Regions from separate parts of the Mus musculus genome. Here region 2 is linked to region 1. A link is a contact called in public HiChIP or PLAC-seq data. All regions are on one chromosome and are shown on one strand. The core of a region is the stretch at or near the end of the contact, and the rest is flanking DNA. Distances in the headings are between cores, read along the strand shown.

What was found. HiChIP or PLAC-seq counts read pairs in DNA pulled down with a chosen protein or histone mark.
Region 2: an H3K27ac HiChIP or PLAC-seq map of embryonic stem cells shows a contact between it and region 1, with 2.8 times the contacts expected there. The contact joins two enhancer-like sites. A contact is called at or near these places in 2 of 115 datasets of contacts at active chromatin or transcription factors (embryonic stem cells and pancreatic cancer cells) and 1 of 9 other capture datasets (embryonic trunk).

What each region holds. Positions count from the first base shown.
Region 1 is chr5:146,891,824-146,894,506 of GRCm38.p6, reverse strand. No RefSeq gene overlaps it. Among named protein-coding and RNA genes, the nearest start is that of Gm10858, 3.9 kb to the left of the region's middle. Within about 2 kb of position 1,351, at least 9 of the 459 cell types and tissues checked have an H3K27ac peak or open chromatin away from gene starts, as enhancers often do. A contact at or near this core is called in embryonic stem cells, where this site is marked.
Region 2 is chr5:147,154,311-147,156,993 of GRCm38.p6, reverse strand. No RefSeq gene overlaps it. Among named protein-coding and RNA genes, the nearest start is that of Gm34994, 3.6 kb to the left of the region's middle. Within about 2 kb of position 1,308, at least 47 of the 459 cell types and tissues checked have an H3K27ac peak or open chromatin away from gene starts, as enhancers often do. A contact at or near this core is called in embryonic stem cells, where this site is marked.

The sequences.
Region 1 (2,683 bases), core at 102-2,601:
CTAGTCATCCAGTGTTTATTAAATATTTAACATATACCAAGCTCTGCACCATCAGACTGTCCTGCGAAGGGGTCAGAAGAGACAGGCACATAAGCATCATGTGATCAGTACTTTAAGGAAATATGAACAAAGGAGCTGGTAAAATGAGGCTGGAGAGATGGCTCAGTGGTTAAGAGCACTGATTGTTCTTCCAGAGGTAACCCTCTGCAATAGGGCCTGATGCCCTCTTCTGGTGTGTCTGAAGACAGCTACAGTGTACTCATGTACAAAAAGTAAATAAATAAATAAATCTTAAAAAGAAAAAAAAAAAAAAAGAGCCGGTAAAGCCCGGGAGAGAAGAGGAGCAGGTTCCGTGGGCTCCGAGGACTGCTTCGGAGAGGAAAAATTCTGAGCTGGGCTGTGAAAGGTGAATTTCAAACAATTAATAAAGTCTGAGAACTGAAGAGATTGCAGAAGACCCAAGTTCAGGTCCCAGCACCCACGTCAGGCGGCTCACAGCCACCTGTAACTCCAGAGCCAGAGGAATCTGGCGCCCTCTTCTGGCCTCTGCAAGTACTGCATGCACATGCACACACAAACACACACAGATAATTAAAAAATTAATTAAAAAATGTAAAAACTTAAATCCATTAAGTCGGGAAAAAAACCAAACCAAACCAAACCAAAAAAAGATCTACCTTGCCCACATAGATCTACAAAATCCAGCATCATTATCTAGGTTTTTGTCTTCAATCTATTGGTTACAGCCTGCTGCACTGGGGCCCAGATCAGCTTTCTGGGCAAAACAGATGGACCTTGGAGCAACCAAGTATATGCCATAGCTGCAGATTTGGTGTCCCCTCAGAGGAGGAAAAAAAATGGCAAACATTGAGTGCGTTTTGGGAAAATGTTTCTTTGACGTGGATCCCTCACCAATAAATTAAGAATATCAAGTCATCCAGGTGGTGAGGGCATGGGCCTTTAATCTCAGTACTCAGGAGGTAGAGGTGGGCAGATCTCTGAGTTCGAGGCCAGCCTTGTCTACAGAGCAAATTCTAGGACAGCCAGGGATTTGAACTCATGGCCATACAAAAAAAAATAAATAAACACATTTAAAAATTTTTATTTTACTTTTTTAAATAGAGTAAATCTTTATTTTTAGATTTATTTATGCAGTGAAACCCTGTCTCAAAAAAAAAATCAAATTAGATATCCAAGATTGGAGCATACTATTTTGTATTGGAGGTGGGAGGGTGGCGTACATTTAATGCTGATTAACCAGGGAGGAGACACAAGGCTAGGCCAAAGCATTAGAGTCTTTAGGTGACCTCTAACTCTTGCCCGTCCTGGTGTCCTTTACCTGTCAGGGGCACAAAAGTCCTTGCATCCACAGATCAGCCGGGAAACCAGGAATGTTAACCATGCAGGGTGTTTTCTCAAAGGAGGAAACACTTGGTTTCTACCCGGAAGGCTGGGAGTGGCTATTGTTAATGAATGACCTGGTGACCTTTTGTGATCTGCACACCTCACCCAGGCACATCTCTCCCAAATCTCCCAGAGTATCTATCCCAGACTCTCCCTCCCTAGGCCTCCATCTTTAGCCCCCAGTCAGTAGAATCCATCCTTAGGGGAGATGTCACATGTATTTTATAGGCTGTTGACCTCTATGTTATTGGTCAGAGACCACACTACTATTCTATTTTTTTTTCTGTTTTTTCGAGACATCTTTTCTTTTAAAGATTTATTTATTTATTATATGACAATACACTGTAGGTGTCTTCAGACACTTTTTCTTCTTGTTCCGGCCCTGCTCACTCACTGTAGCTGTGTTTAGACATCCCAGAAGAGGACATCAGATCTTATTACAGATGGTTGTGAGCCATCACATGGTTGCTGGGATTTGAACTCATGACCATACAAAAAAACCCGATAAACACATTTAAAAATTTTTATTTTACTTTTTTTATAGAGTAAATCTTTATTTTTAGATTTATTTATTTATTTACTATATGTAATACACTGTAGCTGTCTTCAGACACACCAGAAGAGGGCTTCAGATCTCATTAGAGATGGCTGTGAGCCACCATGTGGTTGCTGGGATTTGAACTCAGGACCTTTAGGAGAGCAGTTGGTGCTCTTAACCGCTGAGCCATCTCTCCAGCCCCTTATTTTACTTTTTTAAAGATGTATTTATTTATTTATTATATGTAAGTACTCTGTAGCTGTCTTCAGACACACCAGAAGAGGGCTTCAGATCTCATTACAGATGGTTGTGAGCCACCATGTGGTTGCTCCATCTCTCCAGCCTGGTCTACAGCGTGAGTTCCAGGACAGCCAGGACTATACAGAGAAACCCTGTCTCGAAAAACCAAAAAAAAAATTAAATAAATAAATTAATTAATTAATTAATTAAATTAATTTATTTTTTACACTCCATATTTCAGTCTCCCATAAATGTTTTTAAAAGGAGAGTTTTGATATCAATTCAAATTATAATAAATGCAAATAAATAGCCAAGTCCATCTACTGGGAGCAGCCAAGTCAACCAGATGATATTCACACCAAATAGCCAATACTACTCAAAATCACCAAAAATGTGAATATACACATATATACATACACACACATACACAAATTTTATATATATATATATATATATATATATATATATATATATATATATTTAAAGATTTATTTATTTTAT
Region 2 (2,683 bases), core at 59-2,558, 260 kb before region 1:
ATTTCCGGGCTTTTGAAGATGTCTGGAGTGTTAGGAACCAGGTCCACCCTCACCCACCTTCAGCAACTCAGTTCCAGCAGCCACATCGTCACCTACCGCCAAATGCCATACATTTCTGTTGTCACCACATATATAGCCTTATATACACATATATACATACACATCTATGGATTTACTTCATTTTGTGCTCCCCCTACAACCTCACTCCCCCACCCCCCTACCCCCCCCAACCCACCCCCGCGCAATAAATCTCTCCCCTGAGATCTGTTGCATGGAGTGGCTTTGTGGCATTCCTTGGCCCCAACCCACCAAAACCCTTACAAGGAGTGCATTTGCAAGGACCCCCAACCCCTTACCACATGCAGATCCTAGCACTTCCTCCTCCTCCATGCAATCTGGAATCTAGGAGCCACACCCTTTGTTTACATATAGTTAAGTTACCACTAACCAAACCTTCCTGAAATGCTCTCTCCCTCTGAACTCCCGGCAACACCCAGTGAGACTGGGTTCTGATCTACTGCATTTTATTTGTGGGCCAACCAGAGAGTCACAAAGAGTAGTGACTTCTTCCCCCTCATAGACTTTATCCCCTCTCCCCTCATTCTTAGTTTCAAAGATAAATAGCTCTTGTTCCTTATGTGGCATTCTCTTACAGTGGGACCTCCCAACCTCAGCAACAAATATCCACAAATACTGAAGCCACAACCCAAGGAGGGCCTCCAACAAGCGAGGCTGCTGATGCGGTGTGTTTTCACATATGGTTAATGGGTAGCGTGCTTTATAACCTACGCGTGCTTTTTAGAAGATAAACCAAGGAAATCTGTGCCAGGCAACACATCAGGGCATGAGTCCCTGGGCCACCAACATCTCTGAGAAGCTGGTCCAGGTAGCCCCCAAATCCCAGAATCACCCAGACCTACATCCTCCTCTCAGATCTCCACTTTCCAGCATCCCCAAGAACTTGACTTTAGAAATTCCACGCACGCTCTGAACCTCCTCCAGCACCGGGTGTCTCTCTGTACTCAGAGGCCGGGCAGCTGAGGGGGAGGGGGGACTCAGGAGGGGGGCGTCATAGAGTGGAAGGATACAAACTTGGGAAATAAACATTTTTTGGGAACCCTCCAGATTGTCTTAGAATCAGCGGGACTCATGAGCCAGCCACAATAGGTTCACTTTCATGTGGGTGCAGAAGCAGGCAAGACTTCCAGGCAAAAAGTGTGAATGTGAATTTAGCTAGTTTTGGATAAAGCCGCCTTTCAGCGTCACTACACAGCGTGAATGCAGGCGCGGTGGAGTTACAACTTAATGAGCTGAGGGGAAGTGCACAGGGTCAGGCCTCATCTCCCAGCCTCTGTCATGCTAATCAGCTAGGCAGCCTGCATCTGAAAAACTGCTGGAATTTTTATTTGCATTTCATTTGCTTGGAAGGAAGTTGACCCAGATGGTCCACAAAGGCCCTAGGAGGCTGGCAAGCAGTGTGGAGGCTGCACACTTCTCCGAGGGCCTGCCCTTGTCTGCCCATCCCTCTTTGAGCGGAGGGCATAAAAGATTAAAACAGCGGAAGGGAATTGATTTCATGATTTTTAGATAATTTCCCCAAGATTTTAGAAAGGACCTCCAAAAAACCTAATTTAATCAGCCAGGAGCTCAATAGTAATTACAGGGAAGAAAAGCTGGGGTAATGAAAGAGGTGGAAAGGATTTTTTGCTGTTGCCAGTGGGAACCTTTTTCTTAATAGGATAAGCCCAAAAACTAAACGATGTTAATAGCATCAAGCACCGGCGGCCAGAGCCCACGGCTGGCGCCTCAGTGAGTGGATGATGGATTGCCCAAGCCACTGCTCTCGCCAAGGGGAGCTCCGACAGTTGGCCACAGAGGTGATCTGCCTGGCATTTCCATAAGCGATTGCCTGCATCTCAGAGCTTGGGGGTCTGTGAGCTAGTCTGGGGTTTTGTCTCTACAAAGTCCCTTCAGTGGAGGGCGGCTCAGTCCTATCCAGGTAAGACGTTTACCTCAGCACTAGCCTTGATGACATAGTTTTTGAGAGCTTTCGGTGTCTAAATCAGGGCTGTGTCTTCTGTCGGCTGTGTGACCTGGGCGGGGAGTGGGGGGGGGGGGGAGGGGGTGATTAGCCTTACTTCATTTCCATGCACAGAGACTCCAGAGTTAGGATACTATTTGGTCTCCATTCCAAGTACGAAGGCACAGAGCTGCAAATGGCTGTCCTACTGATATGGTATAGGGCCAGGCACCCAGAGGAGAATACAAATGCCTTTACAGAAGTTTTTAAGGGGTCTGGAGAGAGGGCTTTGTGATTAAGAGCACTGGCTGCTCTTCTAGAAGCCCTGGGTTTGGGATTCCCAGAACCTTCGTAGGAGCTCACAACTGTCTGGCACTCTCTTCTGGCCTTCTAGGACATCAGGCAATCACGTCGTACACACATATAAAAGCAGGCAAAACATACATTCATATAATGTGTGTGTGTGTGTGTGTGTGTGTGTGTGTTTATACATGCAGGTTTACCACAGTGATCAAATGAAGATCAGAGAACACCTTGTGGGAATCATTCCTACCATGTTGCCAGTCCATTGATCAAAGCAGATGTCAGTCAGTGTAAAACACTCCTTACTTAGCATATAGTGGACACAGCAACCAACTGGAAACAAATATTCAGTTCCTACGA